Regions from separate parts of the Arachis hypogaea genome. Here region 2 is linked to region 1. A link is a contact called in public Hi-C data. All regions are on one chromosome and are shown on one strand. The core of a region is the stretch at or near the end of the contact, and the rest is flanking DNA. Distances in the headings are between cores, read along the strand shown. Region 1 has its middle 4.3 kb from the start of LOC112708363. Region 2 holds the start of LOC112706618 (beta-glucosidase 12).

Evidence for each region. A called contact is a pair of places that touch in the nucleus more often than the background predicts.
Region 2: a contact with region 1 is called in a Hi-C map of leaf, with 1.9 times the contacts expected there. The contact joins the promoter of LOC112706618 here to the enhancer-like site in region 1. A contact is called at or near these places in 2 of 8 Hi-C or Micro-C datasets (leaf and an unstated tissue).

What each region holds. Positions count from the first base shown.
Region 1 is chr8:26,197,715-26,201,695 of arahy.Tifrunner.gnm2.J5K5, reverse strand. No RefSeq gene overlaps it. Among protein-coding and RNA genes, the nearest start is that of LOC112708363, 4.3 kb to the right of the region's middle. Within about 2 kb of position 2,130, at least 2 of the 3 cell types and tissues checked have open chromatin away from gene starts, as enhancers often do.
Region 2 is chr8:26,253,034-26,257,014 of arahy.Tifrunner.gnm2.J5K5, reverse strand. LOC112706618 (beta-glucosidase 12) reads right to left here and starts at 1,660. Exons shown (of 13, transcript XM_025758011.3): 1 at 1,525-1,660; 2 at 1,379-1,448; 3 at 1,226-1,284; 4 at 895-970; 5 at 724-801; 6 at 549-636; 7 at 1-87. The coding sequence starts at 1,276. It overlaps LOC112706617, which reads right to left. Exons shown (of 3, transcript XM_025758010.2): 3 at 3,612-3,981. The coding sequence ends at 3,930.

The DNA of each region.
Region 1 (3,981 bases), core at 881-3,380:
ATTTGTAAGAACATATATATAGTAATGATGTGAGGGAGAAGGTGCTGAATTCAATGGATTTATAAATGTGAGACAGTGATGATGATGAGGTGAAGCGGTTAGAGACTGTTTTGAGGAGAAAAAAGGAAGAATGCGCCAAATCCACTGAACTCTCTCTCTCTGACACTTTTTGTCACGTGCGCCAACTTGCACATCCAACTTGTCGACTGGCTGCTGCAACATGCCAACATCTATGCTCTAAATCATTGAATATCTCCACTCAATATTATATGTATTAAATTTATTTAAGAATTTAATATACTAATCAAGTAAATGATATACTATATTTTTATTAGAAAAATAATAATATCACTTTATTTTAATAAATAATATTATATGATTAATAAAATTTATATTTAGTTTATTTAGTTAACACTAAATATTAAAGATTAATAAATTCTAAATTTTTTAAATTTTAATAGTATAAAAATCAAATATTAGTTAATAATATTTAAAAAAACATTGGTCTCTTAACATTTTATATATGATTTTTTTTGTATTATATATTTATATAAATTTATAGAAAAGATGGGTAATATTATCAAATAAGTATGAGAATCTCCATTTTCTAATGATGATGATTCTTTGTTTTAATATTGCGATTAAACGAATAATATTATTAATATCATATAATATTTAGGTTACGATTCACGTGTAATTTTATAAGAAGTTAATGGTTGAGAATTATTATATTATAATCTAGTTTAATATATTAAATTATTTAATAATTTTTAGTTATTAATTTTATATAAAAATAATTGTATGTGAGTTTTTGTTATATATTTAATTGGGTAAATTATAAAAAATATATTCGAATAATTTTGTTATTGATAAAAATGTACTCAAATTTTGTTATCGACAAAAATATTTTTAAATAATTTAAAAACGCGACAAAAATATCTAAAATTAAATATGTATTCTAAAAAAATACTTTAAAATTTAAATTTTGATTCTATTTTTTGCAAACATAATTAGAAAAATAAGATATTTTTATACTTGAAATTTGATAATTTTTTGCTAAGTATATAATTTTTTTGTGATTTTTATGTCAACAACTAATAATATTTTTTTAAAAAAATATAGAGAACAAATTTTTATCTATGTATATTTTTTAAATAATTATCTAAATATTTTTATAAAATTTTGGACCAAATTAGGGGTGGCAACGGGGCGAGTAGGGGCAGATTTTTACTCTATTCGACTCTGCCCCGCCGTACAATAACCCGCATAGAACCCGCCCCGCTTCTATCCGCGGGTAGTAAAACGTTGAACCCTAACCCGCCCGCCCCTATAATTATTAAAATCCAATAAATAAAATTAAATTTCAAAATTTATATAACCATCGTCACATACATAACATAAATTAAAATAAAAATTTAAATATAATACAATATTATTAATTATTGACTAATTATTTTATATATATTATACATATTATATATTAAAATTATATATATTACATATATAGCGGGGCGGGTATTACCTAAACCCGACCCGTCCCGTCCCTCCCAAGAACCCGCCCTGCTAAAAACCCTTCCCGGTGCGGGTAGGGGAGGGATGAGTACCCACAGGTTCGGGTGGTATTGTCATTCCTAGACCAAATGCACAAGAAGTTTGTCAAATACAAAGATTATTTGTCACTTATAAAACAATAATTTTTTTTAAATATTTTTGTTACGTTTTTAAATTATTTGAAGATATTTTTGTTGATAACAAAATTCAGTAATATTTTTATCAACAACAAAATTATTCGAGTATATTTTTAATAGTTTATATTATCTAATTAGTATCTAAATGAATATTATTTTTCCTTTATACAGTAATTAATTGATAAAGTAATGCTAAAAAACTAGTAAGTCAAAGTTTTTTTATTTAATTTAATATTTATAATTTTGTATGTAACACTTATAATGATACATTTATTACATCTAATATTATATATTTATTCAAACAATACCTAATAAATACAAAAAAAAGGAGCTTCTAAACTTTGATCCCGAAACATTTCCAAATTACATATATATGTTCATGCATGCAAATTGCAATGCAATGGAAGCATCAAGCAACATACAACACACCATGTGTTGCATGTGCATGTGGCTGCATGTCTTGTCATACACACAATTTTTATGGATAACATATTAAAATATATAAGGAATGAGGAGGATTCTCTTTTTTATTATTTTAATGAAATTCGAAGTTTATTTAACCGGATAACACTCTATTATATATATATTTTTTCAAAAAGAAAGTAGCTAGCGTAATGATTCCTGTAGTCTGTTTTGGGACGAAGGTTAAGCCATTTGCATCCACATATGGTGTTGGGGTTCGTGCCACCAGCAAGCTATCCACTAAACTCTGATATAATTCCCATGCTTTTATGTTACATAAAGGTTGTTTTGTGTTACTATGTTCTTTCCTCTCATTCGGAGGATACTGTATAAAATTTAGGGATGGATACTATTCTAATCCTTAAACATTAGGATCAATATCAAATTTATTTTTAATCTTATTTTTTATTAAAAATTGTTTTTAACATTTTATTTAATATTAAAATTCTCTTTTTAATTTTTTACAAACAAAAATATTCTTATATTTATTATTAGTAGTTATCAAATAATTTAAAAAAATCTTATAAATAAATAATGAATACAAAAGGAAAAGAGAAAATTAAAGGATAAAATAGATCTTTGATTTTTGTGTCTGCAGACATTTAAATTCTCAACAATTTGAAAATATATTTAAGTTCCCGACTTTCTTAAAATTTGGACATATCGATCTTTCTGTTCACTTTGGTCTGGCAGACTCAACGAAAAAATCAAACATGACTTCCGTTATACTAGCCTGGTCGATATATGGATGCACACGTATGAGAGTTTTTAAATTGGGACAAATTAGATTCAGGGATCGATATGACCAGATTTTGAGAAAATTAGAAACTTAAATGTATTTTTAAGTCCTCAAAGATATAAATGTCTGCCGACCAAAAAATCAAGGACTTATTTGTCCTTTTCTCAAAGATAAAATTATGTGCAGGGTTCAATTGAGGAAAAGACACCCCCAAAAAAGACACCATCATCGTTAATCACTGAAAAAGAGGAAGTAGGATTGGAATTGCATGGCTTCTCAAACCTCAACCTTTTTTCGAAGTTAATCTTCTGCGCATAGCATGGTGCTATTTTGCTTCCATGGTGAGAGGTTAATTTTGCGAACTTCAAGAACAAAAAAGAATCTTGGTCATAGATTCTGAGACGGCGTCTATTTTAAAGTATATTTTTTTTTTCAATTGAACTGTTTGTATAGCGAGTTAAAAAGTGATAATGGTGGATTTATTTAGATTCCACAAAAATGCAATTTTTTTTGTTGAACAGATTTAGAGATAGACATGGAACATTAAAAAATTCTAAGAATGAGGAGAAATATTTCATCTTTGAAGTCAAGAACGAATGTTTCAGAGTGAAAGCTAAATTGAAGGTCATTGCTACATTAGGGTTCGTTGAGTGGGTTGGCTTTGTTATTTATTGTTGCAGAAATATTTTAAAATAAGGCAACCGTGTGTAATTTCCTTAAATTTTAGTTGAACAATATGTTGGAGTTTGGCTGAAGTATGCTAATTTGGTTTAGGATTTATCGAAAATTTTGGTACTTTAAGTCTGGGCTTAGAGCTAGATGGGTGAATTAGGTTAGGATTTATTGTTTAGATAGATTTCAGTTAAGCTAAATTGGATTTCAGGTATGTGTGGATGATAATTATGTAACAATAGTTGATTCAAAATAAGTTCAGAATTTTACTTTGACAATTAGATGGGTTCTATTATTTTGTTTTGCATAATTTTCTATTAGAGTAAAGTATTATTTTTGTTCTTAATATTTGGGTAAATTTTATTTGTGTTCCTAACGTTTAAATCGTCCTATTTGTATTCCTAACGTTTATAAAAGTGA
Region 2 (3,981 bases), core at 411-2,910, 56 kb before region 1:
GTCGATGGTTCGTTCAGAGTAATCCAATGTTTTACTCTATCTCCAAACTCCTTAAAACAAAGATCCGCATAATCTTGGAAATCATCACTACCAATTCATCATAATAAAATAATTATTAATTTCTTAGGAAAATTGAAACAACAAGCTTTCCTATATTTTTTTTAATTTAATATGTCACAAAATCATTCCTTTTAAAAGTTTAATGAATTACAAAATGTAATTTGTGCGTCAAAATCAGATACTAAAATCCGTTATTAATATATTTGTATATAAATACATGTATGGTTTAATTTATTTTCAATGTGTATTTATATTTTAACATATATTTTAGATTGATGGCTGATTTTAGTAGTTGATTTTGATATACATGTAGCATAATTAAATAAATTAATATAAGTGGGCAGCTTATGAATGATAACAAAAGATCAATTTTAAATCTTTAATTCATAGAAAGTATGATATTATGAAATTATTTCTTTTAAAAATTTAAATTAATAAAAAATATACTAATAATTAATAGATATTTTAACATATGGAAACTAGCTTACACTATGCGAGGGCTTAAAAAACCTCCATAATCATCTTCTAAGGCTTGAGGAAGGTCCCAATGAAAGAGGGTAACAAATGGTTGTATACCTGTAAAATTAGTCATCCCGAAACAATTATCAACTATATACCGTTACCACCATAAACAGCATGAGAAATTAAGATGCAAACTCTAACCATTAGCCAGCAGCTCATTGATGAGGTTGTTGTAATATTTGATTCCTTCTTGGTTTATACCTCCACTAAGCGTTCCTTCTGTGGATAAGAATTGATTAAGGTGAGTTAATATGGACCTACATGTAAAGTTAAGTTTGGATAAGAATTGATCAACATTATTATTCAACTTACTTGGGAGTATTCTAGACCAAGAGATAGAGAATCTGTATGCATCCAAATTAATATATTTCATGATCCCAACATCCTCCTACAATATGACAAATCAAATCAACTCATTTTACATTTAAGTGCACTTACATGATACTTATAGTTAATAATTGCATTTATATAAAAATTACTACATGAAGTAAAATTCTTTCTTCCTATAGTATTTTTCAATTCAACAGATTAACAATAACTAATAATTCGTCTAGATCTAAACTCTATTTAAAAGTATATTAACCATTGAATTGTTACGTACACAAGCTGAAATTCGAATATGGATAAATGCATATATGCATACCTTGTAGCGGTGATATTGGTCAATGAGAACATCCGCATTGCTTCTGTCCATTATTTTCTCTAATCAACATTGAACAAAACAATGTCTAATCAATATCTATATAAATTTTGTTGAAGAAAATAAAATAATTATTGAAAGAAAGTAAAAAAAAACCTGGATATTTGTGAGTGAAGGTATCCCATATACTTGGACCTCTTCCACCTTCATTTGCTGCACCTTCGTACTGCGCATCGAATGTAATAATTATTAATTGAATGAAGTTGAATTCAAATAATTGAGATGGATAGATACATACATACCTGATATGCAGATGCGGATGTGGCAAAGATGAAACCTTCTGGAAAACTGCTCCGATTGAGCGAAGAAGAAGAACAAGTAGCAAAGACCACGCCGATAACAACAACGCTAATAAACCCCTTCACTGTTATCTCAGTTGATCTCAATTCAGGATTTGCCTTTTTTCCTATATATATATAACACAACTATTTTTTACTAGCAACTTGTTTTCTTCTACTTTTTGCTGGTTGCAATGACTAATTAATCGTAGTTAAGCAAGTAAATATGTAATCATGAGAATTTCTTTTATGTTCTAGAGCAAATTAATACTCTTGTTCTCCATCATTTATTTTGCCAAGCCAATTAGTTAATTTTTTTTTATTCTAAATTTTAAATTTATAAAAGTGTTAATTTTAAACACTTAAAATTAATTTTTATATTTTTTCACTAAGGTACCGTCAGGGCACATAAAAGTTTCATAGCATAAATTATTTTACATGGCAGCAAATCAAAATCAAAGGTTTTTTATGATTATTTAAGTTAACTTTATTCTTTCTTCCTTTCTTTTTTTTTTTCTTGTTGGTTGAAAAACAGAATTTATATTTTTTATTAGGATCCACTGGGGAGACAATGGACTATTTGTACAATGTGTACAATGGCTATTAAGTTATGAAATGAACATCTCCTATACTATTTAGAATAACCATCCAAGTACATCTTCTCGAAAAATTAGTTTAATTTTTGGGTTCACCAAGGATCGAACTCTTAACCTTTCAGATCTAGCGCTTTAATACCATGTCATGATACCACTCATCCCAAAAGATTCAGCTGATGAAAAAATGTAACACTAATAATTATATCTCTAATATTCCATAAACCTCCATTGTACACATTGTATAAATATTTCATTGGCTCCTCATACTTTCCCTTTTTATTAAAACAAATAAATCTCTAATTAGATCGTGAGCATGACTGGATGACAATAGTGATTAATTATCCTTGTCTGTATATTCAAGTTAAATTAGATCTATCTTCTAATCATACAATTACTACACCAACTAACATTTTGCACACAATAACTTTTCAACATCGGTTACTCTTCTTCTTTTTTTTTTTTTTGTCTTAAAGATGGATGACTAGAGCAAGTGACGATCATTCAGAAGTGGGCTGGATCAGAATGCTAGGCACCGACTAAGCCAAAATCTCTCTAACCCAATTTTCCTTTTTTTTTGGAATGGACCCAATTAGCCTTAAAATAGTGTATTAGCTCTGTGTCGTTATCATGAAAAAAAAACAACTGTCATCATGGACCAAGACCAAAAACTAAAATAATGCTGTCATTATTATGGATGGCCAAATAGTTAAAAGAAAAGAAAAACACAAAACCCTACACTAATTTGTTTAAAATTTACACAATATTTATGATTATTCAATTCATACTCTGTCCAAAAAAATAATTATTCTTATCATTTGCGAACTTCTATGCCCAGTTTGCTTTCTTCCGAGAGAATGAACGGGCATTTAGCATATGGATATGAAGGAAAGTCAAAGCAAAAGTAACCCAAATTGTATCTCAGTCAAATATACAAATCTTGTGAGTTAGAATTCTTATGCACGCATTTTCATTATTATTTAATATTTATTGATTTGGACTTCCAAATTCCAACACATGAAAACACAATTTATGGAAACAAGATATCTGTTAGGCATAGTAGTTTGCCAAACATCTCAGCAAAGCACCATTGTTGTTCTCTTGTTTCATTCCTGAAAGAGTCACTTTATATTCTTATAATCTGATTCATGAATTCATCTGAATTTACTCTTTTATAGACCAAGAGACTATATAAAGCTCCAGAGTCCAGAGACAGGATATAGAAGGCTATTATTTAATTTGAAGAAATTCATACACAAAGACTAACAGGTACAGACTCAAAAGATAACAACTCAATAATAAGAAAGCTGATATTGTTGACACATAATCTAATAAATTCTCTATAACTCGGTGTCAAGAAATTTCTCATGAGACGCAAAGACAAAATTTCCTTTATTTTAGAAACTTGGCAAGCATAGCCTCTAAGGAGAGATAGGGGGAACATCAGAGGCATGGTCATAACTTCAATGGAAGATCATAAATTCTTTTTCTATCTCAAACTGAAAATAGAGTAAGGGACAAAAATTGATATCATGATATAGAACTACAACCAGCATAACAAACTCTCATATCAATGCTCGAAAAAGGAATTAATCGCAGGGAATCAACCAATGGAACCCCTTTCAACCATCCCCAAAGAACAAATACGAAGTAAAATTAAGGTCAAAGAAATAAAACAAGATAATAAAAGTAAAGAGCTCAAAGATTAATGGGCCTCATTCCCTGTTTCGCAATTTCGACGGGTCACATGAGTAGGAAACCTATTGCACCATGTTCTTACTTGCACTGCACACCTGCTTCAGCAGCCCGACGAGGAGTGCTCTTACGC